Regions from separate parts of the Zea mays genome. Here region 2 is linked to region 1. Evidence: chromatin contacts called from public Hi-C data. All regions are on one chromosome and are shown on one strand. Each heading gives the region's core, a stretch centred on a gene start, on an enhancer-like site or on the middle of the called end of the contact. The rest is flanking DNA. Distances are from core to core; before and after follow the strand shown. Region 1 holds the start of LOC100273974 (Tubulin-specific chaperone E). Region 2 holds the start of LOC100191152.

Region 1 (7,185 bases), core at 2,257-4,756:
CCGATGCAGTGAACACAAAAATCAATTCCCACCTTCCAGAAGGTTTATCCTTCCCGCTGCTCTTCTGTAATACTCTACCCTCCCCTCGCTCTGCTCAGTGTGATCTATCCTCTCATATCCAATAGTCAGGCTAGCTTAAGATCCACTGATCCACTGGAGACAGAGTTCAGGGTGTATGAATTGCCAGTGCTTCTGCTCTTCAGGAGCTTATCTTGAGGTGCCTTGCTCCAAGCCTTTAATTTGCCTAGTATCGCAAGTTTGTTATGGTTGGATTAATAGTTTCTTTTTGCAGTGGCAGATATGTACTATGAGTGAGGTGTGTTTGGAAGGATTTTAAAAGCCATCCTGTTTTTGTAAGCTTTTCCTTTCTTAATAAAATTGCACACATACTGCTCTATTCGAGAAAGAAAAAAAACAGTGGAAACCAAGAAGTCTCGCTGAACTATTGTTGTTTTGTAAATTTCAAACTGAGTTTTTTTTTTGCTTTGCTTTGGTTGTTTTTCGAGTTTTACGAGCCAAAATTTCCAAAAACCGAATTAACCAAACCAAAAAAACTGAATGCCACCTGATCACCCCTAAAAAGAATTAGTATATCACAAAATCAATGGCATGTTTCTTCTCTGGATCATGTTGTGTTAGTGTATACAACTTTAAAACTAAGAACGGCATAAATGCCACAAACATACCTAGGGTGAAGCCGTCTGATCTCTTCTTGGTCATTTGATTCTATTTTTCCCATAACAAGGCGGACATATCTACAATGGCATTGCTTGTATCAGAATTGAAGTGTGACTTAAAGAAAGACAATTGAAGGGTCTTTTTTATTTTTTTAAAAAAGTCTGGAAGAATGTGGTATTTTTCCTAAGAGAACCAGAAGAAAACTCTGCAGTTCAGATAGAGTGAAAACATTTTAAATTTTCCATTAATACTGATCTGATATCATAAATAGGCTTGACTGGCCATACCACAAAGAAACCTAATAAGGTCATATACTAGTTGGAATGATTTACAGATACAAAGAATTAACTGACCGTATTTCAGATTCCCTCCGTTCACGTGGACTTATCTAGACATGGCAAGAAGGATTAAGGATGTCATATATCTGACTAAGTATTGTACATTCAAAAAAATATCCAGGGAGTTGGCATAAACCTCACTGCCATTTAGTATTCCAACTTTTCCAAGTCGAGCAACAAGCACAAAACGAGGAGCACCACCCTTGGCAGGATCAGCTACAGGATTGTCAGAAAGCCTGACATCCTTCAAAAATTAGACATCAATATGGTCATACAATGTATTATAAATCAGCAACAAGATTCCAAACAACAAGTGTAGTTCACTGAAACCAGCTCACCCTTAAACTTGGGAACAGGTTAAGTGAATCCACTGAAGAAAAGTCATCTATGTCATTAGATCCTGATGAACTTAAAAAAATCAACATTAGCACAGTGTCTTTAGTTTTCACTTCCATTTGAAAATCAGAAAGCACTAGTGCAGTACTAAAGTTAAACAGAATTATGCTCGAATCTTGGGTTCTTTATTATATGGCAAAGACAACAAAATCTAACCCCCACAGAATGCATATACCTAACAAAAGAACTTGCAAATTTTCAAATGGCACAGCAGCTGCATCATCAATAGGTCCATCTGGTGAAAGATTAGATGGATATTTCACATGCTTTAACCTGTTTTTGTTCAAATGGAGTTGTTCCAAACTGGAGAAACAAGGGAGAGAGATGATAAATATTCACACTACCGAAATCAAGGGTGAAAACATTACTATTTCCATTATTACCTTCTTAAGTAAGAAAGTTTCACAATTTCATCCCATGAATCAATATGATTATCTTCTAGATTTAGGAGCCGCAGTGTGTTGAAACCTTGTACGAACTTTCCATCTAGGGTCTAGATACGAAAGCGAGATGCCGTTAGATGTACAAAAAATCATAGTTTTTAACGTTGGTGTATGCCTTGCTGAAGCAAGAAAAACATCCACTCGAAATATTGGAAAGAATAATCCAAAACACCTAGATGTGTTCTCTATTATCATCAGATGCACATGGAAGTTGTCATATAAGAAGGAACACTAACCATGATCATATTAAGCCTGTTTGACATCAGGTGGAGTTCACTGATACATGAAAAGGAAACTTTAATCTTTTCAACCTGTTTTTAAAAACTTAAAATGAGCTCACAGTGTGATTGGCAATGACTAACAACAAAAGCTTCAAAGTGACAGTCTGACAGCAATTGGGTATACCAGTTCCCATGTTACACCACAGTTATTGAGAACAAGAATTCGGATATTCTCGAGCATTGGAGTTTCTACAACATCATTCTCCATGGTATTATTTGTCAAATTAAGAACTTCCAGGGATGCCAGTGCTTGACAAAGAGAGAATATATCCTGAGTGGGAACCAAAATGTTTTAGACACAACAAATGAATAAACAGTTAAACACAGAAGCACAGGGGATATGCTGCAAACATTTGGTAGTACCACCAAGACTTTCTCTTGTTGCTTTGATGTTATATAAAGTCACACCAATTGTAAGTGACTAAGTATAGCAATTGAAGTAACAAGAACCATTCTGTGGGAATTCTTACTTGCCACTGTGAGAACAGATTTCCAGTTAAGTCAAGAAGTTTGAGATCTGGAACATGCAAAAAAATAGCTGTCAGAACAAATGGAAACCTAGGCTTTAATAAGTCCCTGAAGAAATAAATGATAGCAGAACGACCTGCTCCAATTGCTAGACGCATTATGGCTTATTTACAATAAAAACAAGCAGTAAATGGACAAGATGATGATACAGTATTTACTTGGAACCAAACTGTTTAGTTCATTGGGCGCTCCAATTGAGCTCACTCCCATGTAAGAAACGGATGCACTGGCCAACTCATTGAAGTTGTTGAGCTTCTCCTGAACTTTGTCTGTGCCAACAAATTCAACCGAGACCCGCTTCTGGCTTGTCGAGAAGACATACATCTCATCTGAACACAGTGCGTCAAAGCATGCAGTCAGGGTTATTACGGAGGGAATTCAAGAAATTGAGGTGATGTTTGCACAAATATTTCTACTCCTTAGCTGAAAAAGGAAGTGAGCATTGCCGGATCAAAGGAACTGTGGAGGCAGCAAATTCAGGAGGCGTCGGTCGGCACGCACTGCAGTACTGCACTAACCCTGTTCCTCCTTGGTGAAGTCCTGAACGCGGTAACGTAGGCGGAGCGCGTCCGGGAGCGAGATCCCTCCGCTGAGCGCCGTGGGGCGCGCGAAGGTGGCCGAGCACTCTCCCACGGCAACAAAGTATCGGCGGCCGGCGAGCGAGCCATCGTGCCGGCCGCCAGCGCCATCATCCCAGTCGACGCCGACCCAGACTCCGCCGTGGCCCTCTACGGGGCCCAGGTAGCGCACCGTGCCTAGGCGGCGGGGGTCGCCGGCGGCGTGCACGCGCTGGCCCAGGCGGAAAGCAGCGGCGGTGGTGCTGGACATGACTGGACGCCGTGGTGGGCAACTGGGCATCTGGTCGTGATTGGTGAGAGGCGTGATGAGTGATGGAAGCCCATTGGGCTTGCCCCAGCTGTGCTTGTTCGGCCCAAACTGATAGTAGATGAAACTAAACAATACCGAACTTAAAAATATATCTAATCTTTCTTATATAGAACATGTACAGTAAATCACAATAATTTATTTTGTAATCATCAAATTATATCTAATCCACACTAATGACGCGGGCTCAGACTTTGCTCAAGATTAAGACCTCTAACGATGAAAATTGCTAATTATGCTCTAGTCCAATAAGAACCCATTAATGTCGCAGCTAAAATAGAGATAAATTTTTAATTGATACTATGGTTGAATTAAAACTATTAAGAACATTGCACAATACACATGAAAATAAACACATAGTGTCTAGTGATAATTGTTTAGTTATAATATTAATTATTATGTTTAGGTTTGATGTAGATTAGATTTGGTTGTTATCTAAATGTTTTTGTTGGGGGCCTTCGGCTTCCGAAGGTCCTCAAAAACATGATTTAACAATGTTTTTGGAGTATAATACATGAACAGGTACCTTCGGACTTGGATCAAAACCACAGTATGAAGAAGTACAAGGAATACGAAGGATGGTGCAGAGCCGAAGCTATGCGCAGGGGAGCTTCGGCATGATAGCAGAAAAGGAAACTGACTTAAAGATGAAAAGGCTATTTAGACCTCGATGGATTACTATGGAGTTATTAGCAAATGTAAAGGGCATGGGTGTAATTTTACATGGGCTGCGTCTGGTGCCTATAAATAGATGAACAGTGCTCCCGTATTGTTCACGCTGACTTTGCATTTGCTTTTGCGTCACGCTTGTACTTTTACCTTCTTTTAAGCCGAAGGTACACTTGTAATTTAATATCATTTCTATTTTTCCATAGTAATAAAATAGAAATGAGCTGATAATAATACATGACTGCTTATATCACCTTTTATGTTGTATATGATTCTTTCTTCATTATTATATGTCTTGTTGACGAAGGTAAGTCCTTCATAACCTTCGTCCGAAAATCATTATATCCCAAGGAAAATAATACTTCGAAGGACGAAGGACTTTAACGTTTAACATTCTTTGTGTTGCCTTTTTCTTAACTCATAGCATTTGAGATCAAGTCCCCAACATTGGCGCCCACCTCCGGTGAATCCTTTCGACCACCTTCGGCAAGCATTTGACCTTCGTCATGCCACCGAAGAAAGCTTCAGTGACAGGGATTGCTGCTCTGCAGCCACTGGACCCAAACCAGGAGACCCTTTCTCTTCGAGAGGCCCGAAGCCAGAAGAGGAAGGCCACCAGTGCAACGCCCCAGGAAGATGAATTGGACCAAGAAATCAGGAATATGGAGATGCTTCATCAGCAAGTGCAAAAGAAGAAGGAAAAAATGACTCGGTTAGCTGACCTACAAAGGAAGATTGACGAAGCCACTGAAGAAGTACGTCATCTCGCTCAAGATGAGCAAAACCGAAGGCCCCAGCACAGAGAGCTGCACCAAGAGGGTTTCTACAACGAGGGTGAATGGTATGAAGATTTCCATCATGGAAATTTTGCTTTTGATGATGCTTCTCCTCTGTCAGCAGAACTGCAGGCTACACCTTGGCCCCCGTCTTACAAGCCACCCCAGCTCCCCATGTATGACGGACACTCAGATCCGAAGCAGTTTCTGATGAGCTACGAAGCAACCATATCTTCATATGGTGGCAATACTGCAGTCATGGCGAAATCTTTCGTCATGGCAGTCAAGAATGTTGCACAAACCTGGTACTCCTCTCTTCGGCCAGGAACAATCACATCATGGCAGAAGCTGAAGGACATGCTGATCACCAACTTCCAAGGGTTTCAAACGAAGCCGGTTACCGCTCAAGCTTTGTTCCAGTGCACGCAAGATCATGAAGAATACCTCCAGGCGTATGTCCGAAGGTTCTTGCGTCTGAGGGCACAAGCACCAACAGTGCCCAATGAAATTGTCATTGAGGCCATGATCAAGGGGCTTCGGCCAGGACCTACGGCCCAATACTTCGCCAGGAAACCCCCTCAGGCCCTGGAAAAATTGCTTCAGAAGATGGATGAATACATCCGCGCTGATAATGACTTTCAACAGAGAAGGGAGGAAGCTTACAGGTTCTCCGAAATGACCAGGGGCTTCGGATGGAGAATCCACCCAAGGCACATCAGATCAATTCATTCCACTGAGAATAACGACAGAGGAAGTCAGCAACAGAGACCACAATATTCCTCCCAGGCTTCGGGGCAGCAACAAAGCTATCCTCGGCCCCCAGCTCCAAGGGGCAGAGGCGCCAGGGGCTTCGGTGGAAGGTTAAGGGATCAGCCCAGGAAAATTTATTGCCTATTCTGTGGTGAGGACAAGGGCCATACTACAAGGATGTGCCATGTCACCATTCAGAAACAGAAGGAGATAGCAGAAGCTGCAGCCCAACAGAACCAGCCGAAGCAGGTTATGCACATTGCTTCGTATCACTCACCATACATACCAGAGTATGTGGGTAACCATCCTGCAGCTTTTGTTGCTTCGGCAAGCCAACCACAGGCATCTTGGCAACAGCCTCCACCTCCACCACCAATACAACCTGCATACTCCCGAGGCCAACAGCTAGAAGGGAGTCAGCATACTCATCAGCAGCGAGACTTCAGGGAGGAGTCCGAAGCTCACACAGTCAACAGTATTGTGCCAGAATCGATGCATATCTACTAAGAGATATCCTACCCCTGAAACAGTTTTTGCATTCGTCATCATTTTCTTTTTTAATAAGGAGCAATCATTGAAAGCCTAGTTCTTTTGTTGTTTTTAATTTCTTGTAATAGCTTCGTTATTGTCATGATATAATATACTTTCTTCACATACTCACGAAGTTCCAAAAGTCGGTAAAGCACGAAAGTTGTTCTCAAGAGAACGCGGGGTTCACAATTATATTACAAGTTTTGTCGAAGCAACAAAAAGTCGTTCTAAGGAACGCAGCGTAAGTTTGCCGAAGCAACAAAAAGTCATTCCTAAGGGAGCGCAGCGTAAGTTTTCTGCTCAAAAGTTGTTCCAAAGGGAATGCAGAGCTTACAGCGAAAAATAAACGTTGATTCCGCCGAAATATAAGGCGAAGCGCGAAAAGTCAACGCGAATACCGCCGAAATAGAAGGCGAAGAAGTTCAAAAGACGTTCCTAGGGGAATACAGAACTTACAGCGAAAAGTCAACGCTGATACACCGAAAAATAAGCGCTGAAGCCGAAAAATAAACAGCAAAGAGATTGTGTATTCTACTGTGGGAATGTGTGTGTATCTTCGGCACAAATATCATTTTGCATAGCATAACATTATTACATCATTCGCATAACATAACATCATACATCATATTGCATCAATGGCACAAGAAGGGGATACAATGTTAATCTTCGGAAATTGCTTCGAAGAAGTTGTGCCAAGGCACAAAATAAGTTTTGAAGAAGTACAGCTTCATCAACTCTAATATGAAACGAGATCTATTGCTTACAAAGTATAATGTTTTTACGGAGATTGGATGTTTTTACGGAATATGGATATTCTTCACGAAGCATGAAAAGAAGGGAAGGTGTTTTTTCGTCGAAGGCTCAAAAGCGGTATGTACGTAAAGTTTCATGCATCGTAAAGAATTGAATT
Region 2 (7,185 bases), core at 1,405-3,904, 550 kb before region 1:
TACTCATTATAATCTTTAACAATCCGCATTATAATGTCCGATGTTGATATCCCATCAGTGCGCTGAGTCTCCTTAAACTTACCAAGCTTTTTTACCTGATAAAGCAACATTGCCATTAGTTATTGTCACAAAACCACAGACCAAAAATATTATTTCATTGATACTGTTAGTATCGAGATTATAAATTTATTTCTTAATCTGAAGCTTAAACGACTCACATGTTCATAAACATCGTTACCAGCTCCACTAGCATCAGCATACCTGTCTTCGTTCAAATAGGAAAAAGAGGGTACAAATTAACCAAATAGACTTAGATTTCAAACTCAGCATCGTGTAGACCAAAGACTCTGAATATAATATGAACTCTAAATGGTGAAAACACATCACAACAATGATGGCCATATGTATCATCTCAGGCAGTTCCTTGGAAATATTTACTGTGTAACGAAGCCATCAAGTTTTTTTAGAACGAGTGCTTACGGCAGAGAATCATGAGCAACAAAATCAATGTTATGCTTATCCAAGAACTCTTCTGTCACCACCCATGGAGCATCTGGAATGACTTCATCAACCCACCTGGAAATGCAGAATATATATATAAAATACAATTATGGCACTAATTAAACAAAATTATAACAAAAAAGAGAGTGGTTACTTGCAATGACGAAGTGACTCATATCGCTCATCCTCAGTCATAACAGTTCTTCCTTTGAATTTATGTGTCAACTCATCATTGCAGCATCCAACAAGAAGATATGTGTTTGGAAACCTGCAGATTTGAAAGCACTTATTCAGGCGCATATTAAAATAGCTACAGGAGAGAATTTTTTAATAGTGCTCAAGCATAGATGTTAACAAGGCCAGTGACAGTTCAAAGTAATTACGCACAGCAGAGATGTGAACAAGGCCAATGGCAGTTGAAAGTTATATGCACAGCAAAGATTAAGGTAATACTGTTACTATGAAGTTACCTTTAAAGATCTAAATCAAGCTTCACACTTAAGAAACTGATAAAGGCCACATGGTTGCTTATGAAAGGTACTAATATCACAGAAAAGCTAGAAGCTCCCACTATACAGTAACCTGAATGGACTTGTTTCTTGCTCTTCCTGCACGCCACAGGTACCTAAAGTTCTGATACATGGATAAATTTGAGGAAAAGATAGAACTTAAAGCTAACATAATTGCAAGAGTAACTTCGTTCGATTGTGTCTTTTTGTAGAAACAGAAACGTATCCAAGCCTTAGAGCTCCTTGGAACCCGTGGACCCCGGGTCCCTTGGTGACTACTTACAGCACTATGGTGTAGTTATGACTTCGGGGTGCCCCAGTATCAAGTTATCCAGTTCAAGCCTCTGCCTTGGCCATCGGGGCATGGGGCCCTAGGAGCGGCGGGCCTCGCGGTAGCTTACTATACTGGAAGCCTTAAATGTGTCTTAGCGGCAGCCAGGGGTATGACCTTTCTCAAGCGCTGACGGTAGGTATAACCAAATAGGGAATGCCAAATTCATCAGAAACCACAAATCGATTCAGGCCACAAGTAAATTTCCATAGAACGGACTCATTTCACTACGATATGCATGAGTGCTGCTGGTATCTCAAAGAATAAAACTGGGAAGCAATCTTCATGTCGTCGCAAATCTCAATAATTGGAAGAAGCTCAAGCATCCTAGCTACAAAATAATGCATGCCAATTTGTATCTGAACAAGAGAATCATAGTATAAGCCTCTCAGCTAAAAAAGTTCAAGTACCCAAGCACTCTGAATCAACACAACAGGCTAAAGGGAAGCACATTAATGATTCCGAATCGGACTGCACTAATGAGGAAACTGGCACATGTTTTTTGCAACTAAACGATCCAGTCATATCATATTAGGTAGCAGTACTAAGAATGGACCTGCAGTCCTCACCAAACAACCCGTCTAATTGTCTAAAAAGGATGGACGCCTAAAGCAATATCGCACATCAAGCAAGCCGCAGACAACACTAAATGGGGATTTCAATCAACTCACATCAATATGTACACAAAAATCATCACACGGGGTAATTTACTCATAGAAAAACATTCCCGAACTGCTAGACGCGTGGGACAACTCATCACAAAAATGCCACAAAGGGAAGACGTGGGGAGAAACAACTCAGCGCCAATCTCGCACCGAACCGTCTGATGGAGCGCGATCCAGACGCCACCGCAAACGCTGCTAAAGCGACCATTGCACGCTAGCACGCAACAGCGCCCGGCCCCCCACGCCAGCGCGAGGGGCAGATCGTGGGGCAGTTCAATTCGGCCGGAGACGGCAGGCCCAATAGGCGGAGGAGGAGGGTGGGGGCGGTGTTCTCACGACTTCTTGGCCTGCTCCAGCGACTTGGCATGGCCGAAGTGGAAGAGGTCGTAGATGCCGTCGGCGTAGACCCGGATCGGCCTGTCTGTGGGCACGCCCCCCTCGCCGGCGCCATTGGTGGCGGCGCGGTCGACTTCGGCGACGTCCCCCTCGGCCTCCTTCCAGTCCTCCTCCTCCTCCTGCGACGACTCCGGCCTCGCATGCGCCGCCGCGGCCTTCGCGTTGTCGGCCATGTCAGGGAGGGGATGGGGGGTCGAGAAGCTTCGGAAAGGGAAAGGGGAACGGAGCGCGTAGGACTTGAGGGCCTCCACCGAGCTGAGGGAAACGGCTGGGACGTGATACGTGTAACGTGTAGGTTTCGGGCTCGATCGTCTGTGTCACTGTGAGATGGGTCCGGATGTGACGCTGCGGCCCAGGTCAGGTGTCGTTATTTTCTTTTTCGTTGCGATGTCAGATCACGGTCCACCAGCTTTCTCACTCTATAAATATTCTATATAAATATTCTATAAATAGCACGGTCTACAATATAAAAATATGTTTATACAATTTAATAGTCATAACCTCTAAAGGTGTTTAAATGCAAGAGACTAAATTGTAGTTTCATCATATTAAATATTTTGATACTAGCTACAAGTATTAAATTTAATTTACACAGATAATAACTAAACAATGAAGCAAACCTATTAATCATAATTAGTTCATGATTCACTAATACGATGTTACAGTAGATATTTACTTATCATGTATTAATTAGGCTTAACAAATTTGTCTTACCATTCAGTTTTGTATAATCAATTTTATAACCAGATTATATTTAATAATTATATTTGACACGAACTAAACTTTAATCAAGAAAACAAAACACCCCACATCAAAAATAAAATGATGTGTGAGGATGTCATACATGTGCATCATGCATAATCTATAAAACTATGGTTATGTTATCTTAAGACTGTCTTCAATAACCATGTAAAATAGGGGACGTGAAACTGTAGATAACACTATTTAAGAGGAAAGTTTGAAATATGAGATAAGATAGAAGATCTGTTGTAGATGGCCTAATACTCTAGAACGAGTGGGTTTCCTCACAAAACAGGCAGACCACGTTATCAAAGAGATATCCACCGTCGAATCGAGCCACAAAGAAATATGAGATGTCTGATTTACATTCCTCTAGTATATTTAAGACCAACTCCACCAGCTACCCTATTGCACTCCGCATCCATATTTTGCGTGATATAAGACACTATTCATTGCTCCAGCAAACTCTTAATTTGTATCCCTATAATACATGACATGCAAGTCCACTCCCCTTCCCCACATCTTCTCTCTGATCATGAGGAACATCTGCAAATGGTGCTACAAAAGTTACGGGATAATCAACTCTATGCCAAGTATAGCAAGTGTGAGTTCTGGCTTGACGAAGTGCCATTCCTTGGACACATCATCTCCAATGGAGGAATATCAGTGGATCCGGCTAAAGTAAGAGAGATAGTGGGATGGAAGATACCAAGCTCGGTTACTGAAATCCGGAGTTTCTTGGGACTCGCGGGTTACTACCGGAGATTTATTGAAGGATTCTCCAAGATTGCTAATCCTATGACTTCACTATTAGAGAAGGGAAAGGAGTCTAAGTGGTCTCGTGAATGTCAAGATAGTTTCAATCAACTGAAGTTAAGATTGATGCCACCCCTAGTGCTGGTTATGCTAGAGCCGCAGAAGGGATTTTACATATATTGTGATGTGTGCCGCCAGGGCTTGGGATGTGTTCTTATGCAAGAAGGACATGTCATCGCCTACGCATCTCGCTAGTTGCGGAAATATGAGTTGAACTACCCCACTCATGACTTAGAATTGGCAGTCGTAGTGCATGCTCTCAAGATTTGGAGGCATTATAATATGGGGACTAAGTGCCAAGTCTACACTGATCATGAGATCTTAAAGTATATCTTCACTCAGAAAGATCTCAACCTTAGGCAAGGATTATGACTTGGAGATTCACTATCATCCGAGCATGGCGAATCTGGTTGCGGATGCCTTGAGTCGGAAGGAGCATGTGCATGCAGCTATTGTCGCTCAGTTACCCGATGAGTTAGTAGAAGACTTCAAAAGACTCAACCTAGGAATAGTTGCACATACTAAAGGGACCACTATCGAAGTAGAACCTACCTTGGAGCAAGAAATACACAAGGGTCAGATTGGTGATGCTAAAATCCAAGAAATCAATGATCTGATGGTTGAAGGTAGAGGTCCAGACTTCACGGAGGATGGACAAGGCACAATATGGTTCAAGAACAGGATATGTGTTCCTGAGATTGACAATCTTCGTGAAACCATTCTAAAGGAAGCACATGACTCTGATTATTCTATTCATCCTGGTAGCACCAAGATGTACCAGGATCTGAAACAGAAGTACTGGTGGTATGGGTTGAAAAGAGATGTAGCTACACACGTGGTTGTGTGTGATGTATGCCAAAGAGTCAAAGCTGAACATCAAAGACCAGCTGGACCGCTACACCCGTTAAAAGTACCCGAATGGAAGTGGGAATAAATTGGTATGGATTTCATTGTCGGGTTGCCTCGCACCCTGAAGGGTTATGATTCCATATGGGTGATTGTGGATAGATTAACCAAAGTGTCTCACTTCATTCCGGTCAAGACTACTTACATGGACTCTCAGTTGGCAGAGTTATATATGGCTCGAATTGTGTGCCTACATGGTGTACCGAAGAAGATTGTTTCGGATCAGGGATCTCAGTTTACCTCAAGATTTTGGAAGAGTCTTCATGAGAACATGGATACAAAGTTGAACTTCAGTTCGACCTATCATCCCCAAACTGATGGTCAGACTGAGAGAACCAACCAAGTACTTGAGGATATGTTAACAGCTTGTGCCCTTAAGCATGGAGGCAGTTGGGACAAGAGTCTACCATATGCAGAGTTCTCCTACAATAATAGTTATTAGGCCAGTCTGAAAAATGTCACCATTTGAAGCTTTATATGGCAAAAAAGTGCAGAACTCCTCTTTATTCGGATCATACTGGTGAAAGGCAGTTCTTTGGGTCTGAAATTATTCAAGAGGCAGAAGAACAAGTTCGTATGATCCGAGAGAACTTGAGGATAGCACAGACTCGACAGAAGAGTTATGTTGATAACCAAAGAAGACCAATGGAATTTGAAGATGGTGACCACGTGTACCTCAAGGTGTCACCAATTCGTGGAATGAGGAAATTCAAAGTGAAAGGCAAGCTATCCCCTCGCTTTATTGGACCATTCAAAATCTTTAGACGAATTGGGGAGATGGCCTACCAGCTTGAGCTACCAGATCATTTGTCTGATGTACACGATGTGTTCTACGTATCTCAACTCAAGTGTCTCCGTGTTCCAGAGAAACAGTTACCAATGGAAGAACTTAGTGTGCAAAGAGATCTAACCTACACGGAGTATCCTATCAAGATCATTGACACTTTGACTCGGGTTACAAGGAATAAAGTGATCAAAATGTGCAAAGTACAATGGAGTCATCATGGGGAAGATGAAGCTACTTGGGAGAGAGAGAAGAAGAGCTACGAATAGAATTTCCCCACATCTTCCCTAGCTCCTCTTAATCTCGAGGTCGAGATTAGTTTTAAGGGGGGTAGGATTTGTAATACCCAACTTGTAAATAATAAGAAAGGGTTGATCTTCTTACATGTATTGTTTTCCAATTATTGGAACATGTGAATAACTATATTTAAAGTGAATAATTAACTAATGACACCTAAAATAATCTATGCATCATGTTGGAGTTTATTTGTTTGTGCATTTATAAATAATAATAATAATAATGAAAATATATTAGTGTCCAAATTGGGATTTAACCTAACTTGCAATTTAGAAGTTGGAAATAACATAGAAAGGGAAAGAGAAAAAAATTACTACACAATACAAAATAAATATATAAATAAATAAATTCCTTTCTTACTGGTATGTTCAATTTGTTCATTTAATCTGAGTACAAGTTCACAACCAAATTTGAATTCAAATTTAAACTCTAAAAATAAAAAAGGAAAAGAAAACAGAAAAGGAAAAAAGGAACGCCTGGGCCGATTTACGCCAGCCCACCAACGAACTCTCGTGCGGACCACCTTTCTTCGCGCCCGCGCACTGATAACCGGGGGCCACTGGTCAGTAGCCACCTCTTCCTTCCATCGCGCGCCGACATGTGGGCCAACTCGTCAGCCTTGGTGTCGTCAGCGCGCCGCGCCCGCTGCTAGTGGGACTGCGCTGCCAGCGTCAGTCGCACGCGCAACACCTACCTAAGACCTCCTCGCCGAGATCCACGGAGGTGGCCGGCACAACAGCCTTCCCCGGGTCTCCCGGTCCCAACTAGCCGTCCCCGACTCCGCGTGTTAGTATATTGAGGCATGGGCGCCCTAGTCGTGCCCTCTACCTCCCGAATTCTCGTGAAACCGCCATCATTCGTGAAGCCATGTGAGCAGTGGAGTCGCGCCACCGGTGAACCCCCTCTGCACCGGTGTCCCATCTCTTGTGCGTGGCCGCGAAGGTGCGCCAACGTCTAGGAAGTCCGTTTGTGCCCTCGGGTTGTGCTGGGTGACCCCGAATCAAGGGGAATTCCTCACCGGAGTGCGAAACAGGGGCGGAACGACCCCTTCCCATGGACAACTCGCCTGCGTGGACAATTCCTAGTAAGGACCCCTTGCCCGGACCCGTCTTCATTCCGGTAGCATTTGGACCAGCCAAATTAGGTTTTCATGCGCGTAGACCATGGATTAGCCTCACCGACGAAAAACCTCGTCGTGGCAGCGTGTGTGCCGTGGTGATGGGCTGTCCATGGGAGAAG

The links. Hi-C and Micro-C count contacts between places; a contact is called where the count stands out from the background.
Region 2: a Hi-C map of tassel shows a contact between it and region 1, with 2.1 times the contacts expected there. The contact joins the promoter of LOC100191152 here to the promoter of LOC100273974 in region 1. A contact is called at or near these places in 2 of 25 Hi-C or Micro-C datasets (ear and tassel).

The regions. Positions count from the first base shown.
Region 1 is chr5:87,582,304-87,589,488 of Zm-B73-REFERENCE-NAM-5.0, reverse strand. It overlaps LOC100273974 (Tubulin-specific chaperone E), which reads right to left and starts at 3,506. Exons shown (of 15, transcript NM_001360518.1): 1 at 3,183-3,506; 2 at 2,823-2,993; 3 at 2,607-2,653; 4 at 2,261-2,407; 5 at 2,092-2,166; 6 at 1,796-1,905; 7 at 1,588-1,715; 8 at 1,355-1,416; 9 at 1,153-1,260; 10 at 1,032-1,066; 11 at 687-755. The coding sequence starts at 3,492.
Region 2 is chr5:88,126,577-88,133,761 of Zm-B73-REFERENCE-NAM-5.0, reverse strand. LOC100191152 reads right to left here and starts at 2,654. Exons shown (of 8, transcript NM_001136588.2): 1 at 2,343-2,654; 2 at 656-769; 3 at 481-576; 4 at 219-261; 5 at 1-95. The coding sequence starts at 2,575.